Linked DNA regions of Gossypium arboreum: region 2 is linked to region 1. A link is a contact called in public Hi-C data. All regions are on one chromosome and are shown on one strand. The core of a region is the stretch at or near the end of the contact, and the rest is flanking DNA. Distances in the headings are between cores, read along the strand shown. Region 1 holds the start of LOC108454415. Region 2 holds the start of LOC108457478 (DNA repair RAD52-like protein 2, chloroplastic).

Region 1 (6,730 bases), core at 3,054-5,553:
ATTCTTTCAAACTTGAACATCCGAGTCCTTTGTTGCCATTGAGGATTAGAAAAAGAGATAAGAAGGGCACAGTGGTCAGATCTGACAGGGTAAATGAATGACTGATGCTTTAGGGAACATGAGTTTCCATTGGTTATTGTCGAAGGCATAATCTAACCTTTCTTGGATAAGTTGACTTAACTCTCTTAGGTTTGAACATGTGAAGCGGGGTCCCTTGAAGCCCAGGTCAAAGAGGTTACAATCATTTAAGCAATCAGCCATTAATCTTCTAGGGGATGAAGGAAGGCCTCCATTTTTATCCTCGATAGTGAGAATATCATTGAAATCCCAGGTGATTAGCCAGGGCATGCTACATTCCTAAGGTTTTCCCAAAAAAATCTACGTTCTCTAAACCTAGGGCTAGCATATACATCAGTAATTAACCAGTGACAGTTGGAGGAGTGTACCTTAACAATTGCATGCAATTCTTGCTCCGTCTTCCAGAGCTCTTCAATTGCTGATTTTATCCATTAATTATCTTCAGTATTTACCTCACAATAGCCTTCATAAACAAGTTCCTCAACAGCTTGAAATACTCTCTTGAATAAATCTGACATATATCTCTAAAAAATAACACTTCAATCACCCAGATAAAAGACTTTCATACTTATCAAACAGCCCTGAGACTTAGTATCTAAGTCGACTCATACTTCTGTTTTGTCAAATATGCCACACTCAAGTGGACCGAATTTAGCTTAACCAAATCTGTACAAGGCCAAACACAATGGCCCAAGAAGTAAAACAGGTTTGTTATAATAGAACATGGAACGAGCAGGTCAAAAACCCCAACAATTAACAAATTTTCCATCATCACTTCTTTCCATCCTTCATACTAAGCAAAACCTTAGTTTGATACAGCTTTTGCGTTGATGTACAAAGTAGTTTAAATTTTGTGCCTGACCCTTGCCATCTTGCCCAAGTTTTGTTACATGAAAAACCGGACATCAAATTCCAGAATTTAGATTTATACAGGGATCTTAACAGTGGCTATTCAAATAAAAGTCATTCAGATGGTCTATTTAAACTTGAATTCTCACTCTCCATGGAGATAATACAAGCAAGCCTATCATAAACCTGTAATCAATTTAGAAAAATCAATCCTTTTTCCAAAAAGTTATTCAAATTTAAGTGTATAATACTGCATCACATACCTCAGAAAGCTGCTGACTACTCTTCCAATTCCCTTCACGCTCTTGTTTATTCGTAGACGATGAGTCATACCTACACAGTGTGTCAGACAGCTAGTTAAAGACAGCCATATGCATATGATTATAACTTCTAAATTGGAATTGCTTTGCAAGCTGGTTATAAAGACTAAAAATCTAGAATTAGATGAGGATAAATGTTACATGCCCAATTGCAAGGTAGGGGACAAGGATCTCACATAGGCTAGCTTTTGGGGGGTGGTTCTTCAAGGGTCTATATCAATTGGTATTAGAACCAGCCATCATGTTTCTCAGTTGCAATTGTGTGGCAGGTGGTGACGTCGGTAATCCAATATTCGCTTGGGGCTAGATCAAGCTAGCACAAAGCCAGCCCACCTTGTGGGCATTAGGATTGCGGAGTGTGGTAGACTGCTATGTGCCCAAGTATTGGACTTGGATCCCACGAAATTTCATTGTTAGGTTTATGTGGACCTAGGCTCTCCAATCTCAACAGCTAGCTTTTAGGGTGTGGTTTTCCAAAGGTCCATATCAATAAATATGACGAAATTTGTATCTACATTTCTTTCATGCAAATGACTCAATTCATACTTACCATTCTCGTGGAATACCAGCTTCATCTCGAGCTGAGTAATTAAATGGCCCTTTCAACTCCAAATTATACTCTTGTAATAACTCTGCACGGTTTCTCAAAGAAATACATAAGATATTGCAAAGCCTGAATGGAATTGAATTTGAACACAAAACCTGTCTTGAAGTGATAAAATGCTACTAAACCTTTAAATGTGGAGCATGGAGCACGATTCATTTTATGACAGATGAACATAAACCAGTATACGCCAACAGCTACATGTGCAATTTCCTCTTCAGCAATCCTAGCGACAATGGTAGATGTCCTGTGATCCCCAAAGCCCACCATTTTTTTGACCAGGCGTGGGCCAGCATCAAGACCCCTAGCCTCCTATATCCGTAAAAACAAGTACTTAAATTTCCAAACCAAACTAAAATAACACAAATTGGAAAATATATGGGTATATAAGAGGAAGGATCAACTGGATGAACTGCAATTTTTACTCTTTTCTAAATTTAGAAACAAATATAATAACACAGATATCAGAATCCTGCAGAGAATGGCTAATGCATTTAAAACAAAATGGTCTGACTAGCACCATGACATTGACTTGCGAAGCATAGCAGAAAAAAGGTTCTATAAACTCAAAAATAATAGCCAAGCTAGATTACTGGACTGGTAATAAAAAACCTAGGTAACTGGAATTTGGAAGCAACTTTTATGCATATGACCTGACATTGAAATGGTTAAATTTAAACTTAAAGGAAGCAAGAGCAATCTTGATTTCAGATGATCAATTTTTTTAAGCTTCAACTTCGACCAAGACTAGATCATAAATGGTTCTTTAGGAAATGTCCTGAATTTGACTTGAGCCTATTAAGGCATTAGATTGGACATGAGAAACTACAGGTGCAAAAACTTGAAAACTGAGTTAATCTAGGTTTATGGAACTTCCAATGAAATGTCCTCAACTATAGTGCTATGAAAATCTCAGACTGGAGTGAAATCTAATCCACCTAAATCACTACTCAAAGATGGGTGCTGTGAAATGTTCAAGTTAGATGAAAAGCAGTAGGATATGCAGGCTGGGCAATTACATTTTGAGCAATTGCATTTTACAGAGAAAAGAACTCAAGATTTACTTTCATGAAATCATAAAGTACTTTAAGGAAGCTTCTATTTCAAGAATTAAAAGTTGGTCAACAGTAAAAGATCACCTGTACTAATGGGATGGCAGCCATACGTGCAGCAACATTATCTGATGATTTCTCACATTCTCTCCAAAGTAAGTTATGAGCAGGCATATCTCCATAACTAGATAAAGGAAAAAGAAAAAAAAAAAACAATCACATGGAAGTGCATACGATGAGTGTAAATTAGTTAAGGTGAGCCAATTCATGGCATATTTTGGTTCTTCAAACACAAATGCTAGTTATTTATCATGTGAAAAGACAAGCAGAAATAACATATCTACACTGAAAAGGAAAGGATTGTACATGGAAATAGAGCTTTATTAATGATTAACAAGGTACAACCTAAGTGTAAGAGAATGCATATGTTGATAATAAGTCAAGGGAAAAGAGATTAAAGTCGTTTAAACAAGGAAATAGCAAATTAACACACTGCAGAAAGCGAGAACTCTACTTACTTGAAACCAATCTCAGCAAGCCTTTGTGAACACCAAGCAAAATGACGGCTTTCATCATCAGCAACATGAGCAAAGTCAGCAAAGAATTTGTCCCCAAGAATATGATAGAAGGGTGAAAATCGTACAACAGTATCCCATGCCAAATCAATTGCATTTAACTCCACATGAGCCAGGTTGTGAAGCAGATAAGCATTAAGAGGCAGGCCAGAGGTTTTAGGGTCTGGAATCTCCTTTGGAGAAACCTGCATTTCAGGAAAACGACTAAAAATAATCACTTTTCACCTAACAATAGCAACTCCCAAATGAATAATTGATCACAAAGATGAATTACACATTCTATTTATACAGAAACTCCAATTCCATGCGGTATAAGTTTGAATGGGAAACAAACCAATTGAGGGTTAGTAGGGCGAGCAGGTCGAGAAGGAGGCTGGCAGAGCCCAATGGGCAGACCCTCATTGCGCCACCTGGAGAAAGCCAAATGAGAGAGCTTGGATTTAGTAAGGGGGTCACTGGTAGAGAGAACCAGAGAACCAAGCTCTGCGAGAGAGGAACCAAAAGCTTCAAGGGCGACCGGTGTGTTGGGGACTTCAGTGTTGGACAGAGGTTGAGGGCCACTGGTTCCCAAAAATCGGTCCTCGTTCAGTGGGCTCTCTCTCCAGCTTTGGAGACCAGACCAAGGAGAGAATTGCGAAGAAGAAGAAGAAGAAGAAGAAGAAGAAGAAAAGCAAAACCGAAGCTTGGTAAAGTGAAAATGGGTAGGAAGATGTGAGAACCTCAGCTTGGGGGTGAGAAGCACCATGGTTCTGATTTTAAGAAGGAACTGGTATCCTCGTTTCTGAAATTAAGATTGAGATAATTTTGTATCACTTTTAAAATTTTTAACAATATAATTTTATAATTTGTAGATGTTTTAGGTTAATTTATTTATAACAATTATGTAATTAGATTTTTACCAAAAATTACATCATATTTTCTTCTAAGTAATATATTTGATTGCTTAAAAAAACAAATGTAAATTAAAATAATATTTACTTCATTGTATTTATTATTAAAACTTCATTCTAAAAATGGAAATCATTCTAAATATAACTATAAAAAGAATTATGTTAAGATTGATATATGATTTTAGAACAAGACATATATAGTCCATATACTAGTTCTCATTCGTGCATAGTGAATGCATTTGGTCTTCTAGGGAAGAGTTGGGGACGATGGATGCCAACAAATTATTCTTTTTTTGTGCAATCAAGTGGTTTGAGTATTCATCCAAACAGCAAAGTAAGCATGCTTGAAGGAATCCTTGAAATGCCTGTGTCCACAACCATTTATGAGCGATGGACTCTCATTGCTTTGCTACGGACCACAAAGGTATGCATCAATTCCCGCACAATTCAAGATGCAGGTGTGGAACTGACTCACCAAAAATTTATGGTGGAAGGGGAGGCTATTAAAGTTATCACATCACAGGCTTAACATGTCTAATATTGGGCCATCGTTTAGCAAGAATGTTCCAATCCTGTGTTTTCCAACATGGCAATCAAACTGCTGGCCAAGCATGTTTCTTCTTATATTGAGGATGTTTACTGGATGCAAAATTATCCACAAATTTGTAATCATTATTTCTTAAGTAATGAAATGCATGTTTTCTTCAACCAAAACAATATCCAATAATTCACTTATACTTGTCGCCAAAAATCTTTATATATATATATATATATATATATTTTTTTTTTTTTAAGGATAAAATTTCCTTGTGGAAATAAAGTGCAACATAGAATACAAGGTAAAACCATTGTAGAGTTAAGAGTTAAACTTGGATATCTTTGTATTAAGAGATAGATTGCATTCATTTTTCTACAAAAAAATAGATAAATTAGTCCTTATATGTTAAATGAAAGAGTAAATTGATCATTCTGTTAATGGTTAATATATATAAAGGTACTTGAACTTGATAACTTATACATACTTGGTACTTGAGCCTTTATTGAATCTAGCTGGTTCCTAAACTTGGCAATAGTAAAACAAGTTGATACCTTTTTTAGTACCTCACTAACACCATTAAATATGTTGACATGGTGCTATTGTGGCACTAAAAACTAATTGTATGGTGACACGTGGTAGTCTTATATTTTGACATGTGGCAAAAAGATGTACTTTTAAAAATAAACTTTAAATATTTTATTTTTAAATTAAACCTTGCGTCAAAATATAAGGCTGACACGTTTTACCATTCTATTAGTCGACAGTGTCATGTTAGAATATTTAACGGTGTTAGTCAAGTACCTAAAAAAAAAAAGAAATAAATTAGCTTACAGTTATTAAGTTTAAGTACTGATTAGGTTCAAAAAAGGTTTAGGTAGCAGGTAAGCATAATAGTTGTCTAGGTACCTTTATATATATATATATATATATATATATATATATATATTAACTCTTCATTAAATATTATATCAATTTATACATTTAAAAATTAGTTTTTATATGTTAGAATGTGGTACATGTGAGACACCACTTTTACTTGTCTCGATTATTCTATCAATAACGCTAGTTTTAACAATAAAATGAATAAATTTTTAACATAAAGTATTAATTTACTTTTTATCCAATACATAATAACTATTTTTTTAAATAAAAAAATCGAACTACTAAAGGACCTCCATAATACAAAATCAATTAAGTACAATAGACTTTTTTGGAGTTCAAACCAAAATAGGCCCAAGTCCAATGTTGCCATATGGACGGAACTTAACATAATTCATCCTACACGTTTTTCTTAAAATTTTTTTAATAGATAATAAGATTAATTAAGATAAAATTGTAGTGATAATATTAAATATTATAGTGATTAATTAAAATTAGTTGTGAGATATATTTATGGTAATGAATATATGATAATTTATTTGTAATGGTTTTTTTTTAAGTCTGGGAATGCGAGCTTCATTTATCTCATTACTAGGAGGTTCCCAACCAATTTAATAAAACAACCTTCTATATCTTCTCATTCATCAGCATTATAAAGACATATGTGCTTTTTAGTAGGTATAATTCCAACCATCAAGTATAGTTAACTTAGCAATTCAACTTCCTTCCATGATTCGACATCTAACTACCGAATTTCATTGAATACAAATTATAATTGTTCATGCTACTAAGTAGTTTTTTGTTTAGTTGTAGCTTATAACAAACAACTATAATAGAAATATTAAATAATGAACATAAACAAATGTTTATACAATTTAGATTTAATCCTACGTTCGTAGCATCTTATCTATGAAAAAAAAATTATTATAAATTCACGATACAGAA
Region 2 (6,730 bases), core at 2,739-5,238, 180 kb after region 1:
ATCTGGTCATTATCACCTTCGAGTGACGCCGTAACTCAATAGCTCAAAACACTCACCATCGTCCTGCGTCCACCACCACTAGGTCACCAAATCCCCCCTACTTTTCTTTATTGATTATGTTATTCTCTTTGTTGAATTATTTGTAAGTTGTGAAGTTTAAGGAATTTTTATTGTCCCTAACTTTTCTCCTGCCTTTTGTTGGAACCTAACATGTTTTAAGCGTGGCAGAAGCATAACCTTTTCTATAGCCTTTTGTTGGTATTGTTTTGGTTTGAATTAGGTTTGCTCTTTTGATTAGTATTTTGTTTGCTTTAATTGGATTTAGTTTTGTGATCCTATTCAGGTGTGATTGTGTAGACATTTCTACAGATTTTTTCACAATTGCATTGTTGTAGTCCGTTACTTTTTATTAATGGAAATGATAAGTATAGCTTCAACTGTTCTATTTACTTTATTTAAAATATCATCGTGATTAAATTATTTGGTTAATTTAGATAAAGCCCAAATTACTCCTTATAATATAATTTATTAGGAAATGTAGGGAATTAACCAATGTATGTAACAAACAAGTAAATATAATAAAATTGAAATGATCGAACACACAAATTTTGTGTGGAAAAACTCTACACAAGAGAATAAAAAACCACGAGCAAAATGAGATTTCACTATAATAAAAGAAAGTACAAAAGATGGAGAGAATTAAAGAAAAACTCGAAGCCCCACAAGAAAAACTTTTTTGAAACAAAGAACAAAATTCTCTCAATCTAAATATTTCTGTTGTTGGAAATCCGTCCTATTAGTTTGTGTTCTTTGATATATAAATTGGTAATAAAGGTAATTGCTAATAATTTCAAAATGGTGTTTCCTAATCTCATAGGATAGGAACATGCAAGTTTCATTGCAGGATATAATATTACTAACAACATACTAATTGCACAGGAGGTCATTCATTCGATGATGAGTAAGCACAAAAATAGAAAGTGAATGGCTGTCAAAATTGACTTGGAAAAAGCTTATGACAAAGTACATTGGGATTTCATTAGGGCATCTTTTAAGGATGCAAGAATTCCTGACATGCTTATAAGTGTTATAATATCTGTTATTTCGAGTTCTACTATGCAGTTGTTATGGAATGGTGTTCCAATGCAAAAGTTCAAGCCGACGAGGGGTATTTGGCAAAGATGTCTGCTTTCTCCAATTCTATTTGTTCTTTGCATGGAATGGCTCAGTCATAGCTTTCATCATACTATAGATAATGGTCTTTAGTGGCCTATTCATTTATCGAGATCTAGTCTGAGTCTTTCTTATCTTTTCTTTGCGGATGATCTTATCATTTTTTGTCATGCAAATCTCTATCATACTATGATCCTTCAAAGATATTCTAGAGAAGTTTTGTGGGTATTCCAGTCGCCGGGTTAATGCTTGGAAGACTAATATTTATTTTTCTAAAGGAACGGATGATGTTATTGGTATGCAGTTGAGCGAAATTCTTGGTTTTCAGAGGGTGCATAATATTGGCATCTATTTGGGGGTACCTCTTCTTCATGAAAGGATTTTGAATAGTATCTTGAGTTTTATTATTGACAAGATTCAGAGTAAACTAAACAGATGGGATGCTAGGAAATTATCTTTAGCTAGTAGAGCTACCTTAGCACAATCAATTTTGCTATCTTTTCCTAATTACTTCATGCAGTCCATGATGATCCCTAAAGGGTTATATGATGAGATTGAATGTATCGTCAGGCAATTCATTAGGGTCATCTAATAGTAGGCAGAAGATATCTTTAGTTAATTAGGAGTCTATTTGCCAACCTCGTTCTTGTGAATGGTTTGGCATTAGACATTTGAGAAACCAAAATACCTCAATTATGATGAAGTTAAGGTATAACTTAGCCTCCAAACAGGATGTCTTATGGGTTCAAGTTCTTCGGTCCAAATATGGTATGAAAGAGGCTTTACCAGATAATATCTCTTGAAGGAGATGTTCCTTTCTTTGAAAGGCCATTTCTAATGCATGGCCCCTAATTTGGGAAAGTTTGCTTTGGTCAGTTGGAAATGGGAACAATATTAGTTTTTAGAGAGACCTATGGATCTCGAATATGGGGCCTTTGATTTTTAAGTTCCAACCCTTGCTAATATTAATTTAGACTGTCTTCCTAGTGATATGATCACTGATGAGGGATCATGGAATTTGGATCTTTTTCGTCTTTGGCTATCAAAAGATATAATTAGACGTATTGTAGGTATTCCCTCATCTTATCCATCTGTAGGTTCTAATAGGATTATTTGAGCTCGTACTTTGAATGGTATTTTCTCTCTCAAAAGTGTGTATTGGAACATTCGAGAAATATCGTGGAATATGAAGGATGTGTTGGCGTGGAAATTTTAGGGACCCCATAGAGTCAAACTTTTCATATTGCTCATCTTAAATCAACGCATGGTTACTAATGTAGAGTATGTTAAGCGGGGTATAGGGCATGATAGTTCTTGTGGTATATGTGGTCATCATTCTGAAGACATTTTGCATGTGCTCAGAGATTGTCCAGTAGCTAAAGAAATTTGGACGCATGTCCTTCTGGATGGAATTAATGGGTGTTTCTTTGCAGGTGACCTTCTTTAGTGGTTAAAGTCTAACTTGCAGAATCCTGCTAAATCAGTAGTCAATGAGGTAAATCGGTCTTGTTTATTTGGCTTACTAATCTGGCGAATTTGGAAGAATCGAAACCTTTTTCTTTTTTAAGGTGCCTTATGGAATACAGGTGAGATAGTTAAAATATCGTATATTTGGGCAAACAATTTGTTTCTTTTCACAGAGAGGACTTGTCTAGATAGTAGGAGTCAAGTTCAACTACTCAAGCTCCAAAAAATTAGATCAACCTGTGCACTGATGGAGAGGTTCAAATTCCTTTTGGTAATGCTACACCAGGAAGAGTCATAAGAAACAAAAGTATGGAGTGGATTATGAGGTACAACAGACATTTGGACAACTACTTAGTTCTTGATGCTAAATTGTGGGTATTCTTGATGGATTGGCCCTCATTCATGATAGGTAATATGTGGGTGTGATGATTCAAACAGATAACTTGGAAGCGGTCAAGATCATTCAGGATTCTTCCTTGACGAGTTCAAATTCTGTTCTTATTAGACATATCCATATTCTTCTAGTGAATGTAGAACTTTGGATCATACAACATTTTCCTGAAGACCGTAATAAAGTTATTGACTGTCTAGCCAAGATGACCTTTGATACAAACAATGGCCTGAAGATATTTGAGGTGATTCTGAGGGAGGTGTTGGCACTTCTATTGTTCAAGCATATAATAGTCTTGCTCAAAGAACTCTTGTGTAGTTAGCTTTTATATTTGTTTTTCTTTACTAAAAAAATTAATTACTAAATTTTGAATTTTAATAAATTTTTCCACAAACTTTTATTTGAAAACAAAATTTAATGAAATTAAAAATAATGAAAAAATATTATTTCATATTTTAATGGTCAACATTAAGTTAATTCATAAAATTATTAAAATTTATAAATTAACTTGGAATTTTTATTTAATGAACAAGACTTGAATTTTTTAGAAATACTTTATTTTAGTTTTATAAATAACATTTTATTTATATTTAAAATCATGTTAATTATTTATTTTAATTATTTAAATAAATTATTTATATTAAATTTAACTTAATTTAATTTAATTTAAAATTGAATAGTAAAATTCTTTAGTTTCAAAATTCAATCAAATAAAAGTGAAATGGCAAAATTAAATTAAAAGGAAAGTGATAAATTTACCTTTTAACAAATACTAATAAAAATATGGTGGCAAAATTCAATTACTATCCAAAGTATAAGGGCTAATTTGCACATTAACCCTATTAATTTGGAATTATACCAAAACTGGATTAGGTTGAGATATAGGGGATGACGGGGCAAAACCCGCCCCGCCCCGCCCAGCCCACCCACCCAGTTGCCATTTCTAAGTAGAACAAGTAAGCAAAGGGAATAAAAAAAGAAAATATAGGGCAGTAAGGATTTGACCAAACGAGCTTGGAAATCCATTGGAAAAAATGGCAATACAATTGCGAATCGGCGGTGGCGTCTTCCTCTCACAATGGTCTCCACAGCTAGTGTTGGATAGTAACAATAGGAACGGGCGGCGGTTGGTAATCGGGGGCGAGAGCTGGGAGAGATCGCGATTCATCGGCCTTGTCCATTGCAACAGCAGAAGCAGCAATAATGGTAGCAGCGATGCTAAAAAGGGAGTCCCTAATTCAAACTACGTTGTGCCACTCAACAAGTCGTTTTCGGCATCAAACTCTTCGTACATCACTCGTCCTCTAGTTGAAATCCTTCGCGATCTCAACAAGCGAATTCCTGATAACATCGTCAAGCCTCCTTCTGATTCTTCTTCCACTTTTCTCCCTTGGTACCGCCGCTAAATTTTTATGTTTGAATTTCGGAATCTTATTACTGATAAATCAGTCGATCTGATCTGACCTGGTCTTGTTTGATTGCCTCAGGTACCATGCCAATCGCATGTTGAGCTTCTACGCCCCTGGTTTGCCTTTTTCCTTTGATTTCCTTTTGTATATCCTCCTTGAATTGCAAACCTGATTCAATATTTCTCACAGGATGGTGTGGAGAAGTACGTGATGTTATATTCTCTGAGAATGGAACTATCACTGTTGTATATCGACTCACTATTCGAGGATCTGATGGAGAAGTATGCTTTCTTCTCCTCACTTTTACTTCTTTATCCTATAATTATATGATAAAAACATCATCCTTACTATAAACACCTAACAATATTACATTCTACTTCCTTTCTGTCCCCATTTTTCTAGGAACATTTGGCCTCACCTTTAAGTTCATTGGGAAATATAAACTAAAAATAATATATTTCATAGGAAGGAGCTATCTTGACTGAGTTGCCTACAATCATTAAGGTTTTCTATTCAATGTTTGTTCCATGTTTTCAGATTTATTGTTAGATGAGATGATGCTGAGTATATCATTCATATGAATGATCCAATAGCCTGATAGGGACTGTGAGGCTTGTAGGGGATTCTCATAGATATATATATATTTGTATATCGAGGCTTAGTGAGACTGATCCATGACAGCTAACGGGACTAGCTTTTGGGAAAACTGAAAACAATAATCTTTCATTCTCAAATAAATAGCTTAATTTGTATAAAGCAAAAGGGGAATAAAAAAGGAATGATCCCTAAGCTTCATTCCTTTGGTTCCTTGATTGCATTGCACAACCAAGAACAGAAGAAACCATAAGCATCATGTGTAGAATTCCTTAATCGCACAAAGGGTTGATTACACCACGCATTTTGATTACGTCATACAATCACACTATCTGAAGTAGAATGTCTCGGAAAATACTCAACTCCCAATTGAAAATCAATTAACTTGGCTTGAAAGCAAAAGTTTAAAGTATTTTGGGGGAGGTGGAACTTCAGATACTGAACTGTGATGTAACTGTAAAATTCTAAATATAATTGTAGTTCAATTAAGCACCACTGGTCTCAAACTTTATAGCATGCTTTATGTCAACTAAATCCCTATTAGAAAATGGCCATGAAATGACAGATGCCATATGATGTGTAAATTAAAATTTGTCATTCTCTTGATGTATGTTTTAATAAATAAATACAAAATAAGAAATAATTAATATTATGTTTTGAATTTTTTGAACTTATAAATAATTTTAAACCTATAAAATATTTACTTAATTAATTTTATAGAAACTGTTTTAGTTTCTTGTTTCTTTCCATTTCCTCTTTTTATCATTTTATCTTCTTTATAATTTATATGATCTTCTTTGGAATGATGCTCAAGAAATTTTTTTTTTATCTCAATATTCACTAGGTATTAAGATCTCAAACCTACTATCATTGATGAGGAAAATCAAAATCATTTATAGCATAGAACACTACTAGTGACCCTTTCCTTTTCTAGGAGCACATGATAGTTCTGTCATATGAAACTAGATGCTGGTTTTTAGTAGGGTTGCAACGACATCAGCCAAAATTTCGGAATCTTTTCTTAAGCTTCAATAAAAGTTAGCCTTGGCGTTGCTTGAATTGGTAATAACTATGTCTTTGTTGTCACATTTGACAAGTAAGCTTCTTAAGCTTTAGTCCTAGGTGATTTCTAGAAGTTACCACCAAGGAAAAGAAGCCAAAGTATCATATCCATGGAATCATATCAGAAATCCTACACCACTATTCACTTTGGCAGGCCTCAAATTCAGTATATCAAGGTGGTCCTTGAATAATAGCTTCCCTCCAAATATTTGTTGTTATAAGGTACAATATCACAATATAGGGTCAAAATCCCATTTTATCCTAGGTTGAAAGCTAAATGTTAATAAAACTATAAAGGCACTTCTTTTTAAGTAGCTGCTGCTTTTAATGAAACTACCATAGTGTTTTTTTTTGGAAGATTCTGCCATAGTATTTTTAACTGACCTCATGAAGGATCCCGAGGCATTTGATTAGTGTGGATTGTTCAGAAATTCTGGCTATAACAGTGGAGAAGTGTTTTCGAACTAGAAGAATCCTTTATCATACATTTACTGTGATTCGGTAATCCAAGTTTAGAAAAACTGAAGAGAATTCAAACCCCCTGTTATGTCATTAAATCCTGTTTAGTTAATGTCTCACTCTCAAATTTTTTGCAACAGCTACCAAAATACCATGCTTTGCTAGCCCAGTCAAA

Evidence for each region. A called contact is a pair of places that touch in the nucleus more often than the background predicts.
Region 2: a contact with region 1 is called in a Hi-C map of leaf, with 2.5 times the contacts expected there. The contact joins the promoter of LOC108457478 here to the promoter of LOC108454415 in region 1. A contact is called at or near these places in 3 of 5 Hi-C or Micro-C datasets (all in leaf).

Annotation. Positions count from the first base shown.
Region 1 is chr9:150,386-157,115 of ASM2569848v2, forward strand. LOC108454415 reads right to left here and starts at 4,304. Exons shown (of 7, transcript XM_017752869.2): 1 at 3,813-4,304; 2 at 3,422-3,663; 3 at 2,991-3,087; 4 at 1,980-2,163; 5 at 1,798-1,879; 6 at 1,191-1,260; 7 at 832-1,113. The coding sequence starts at 4,223. The coding sequence ends at 1,042.
Region 2 is chr9:332,270-338,999 of ASM2569848v2, forward strand. LOC108457478 (DNA repair RAD52-like protein 2, chloroplastic) reads left to right here and starts at 3,989. Exons shown (of 4, transcript XM_017756563.2): 1 at 3,989-4,424; 2 at 4,519-4,556; 3 at 4,630-4,721. The coding sequence starts at 4,066.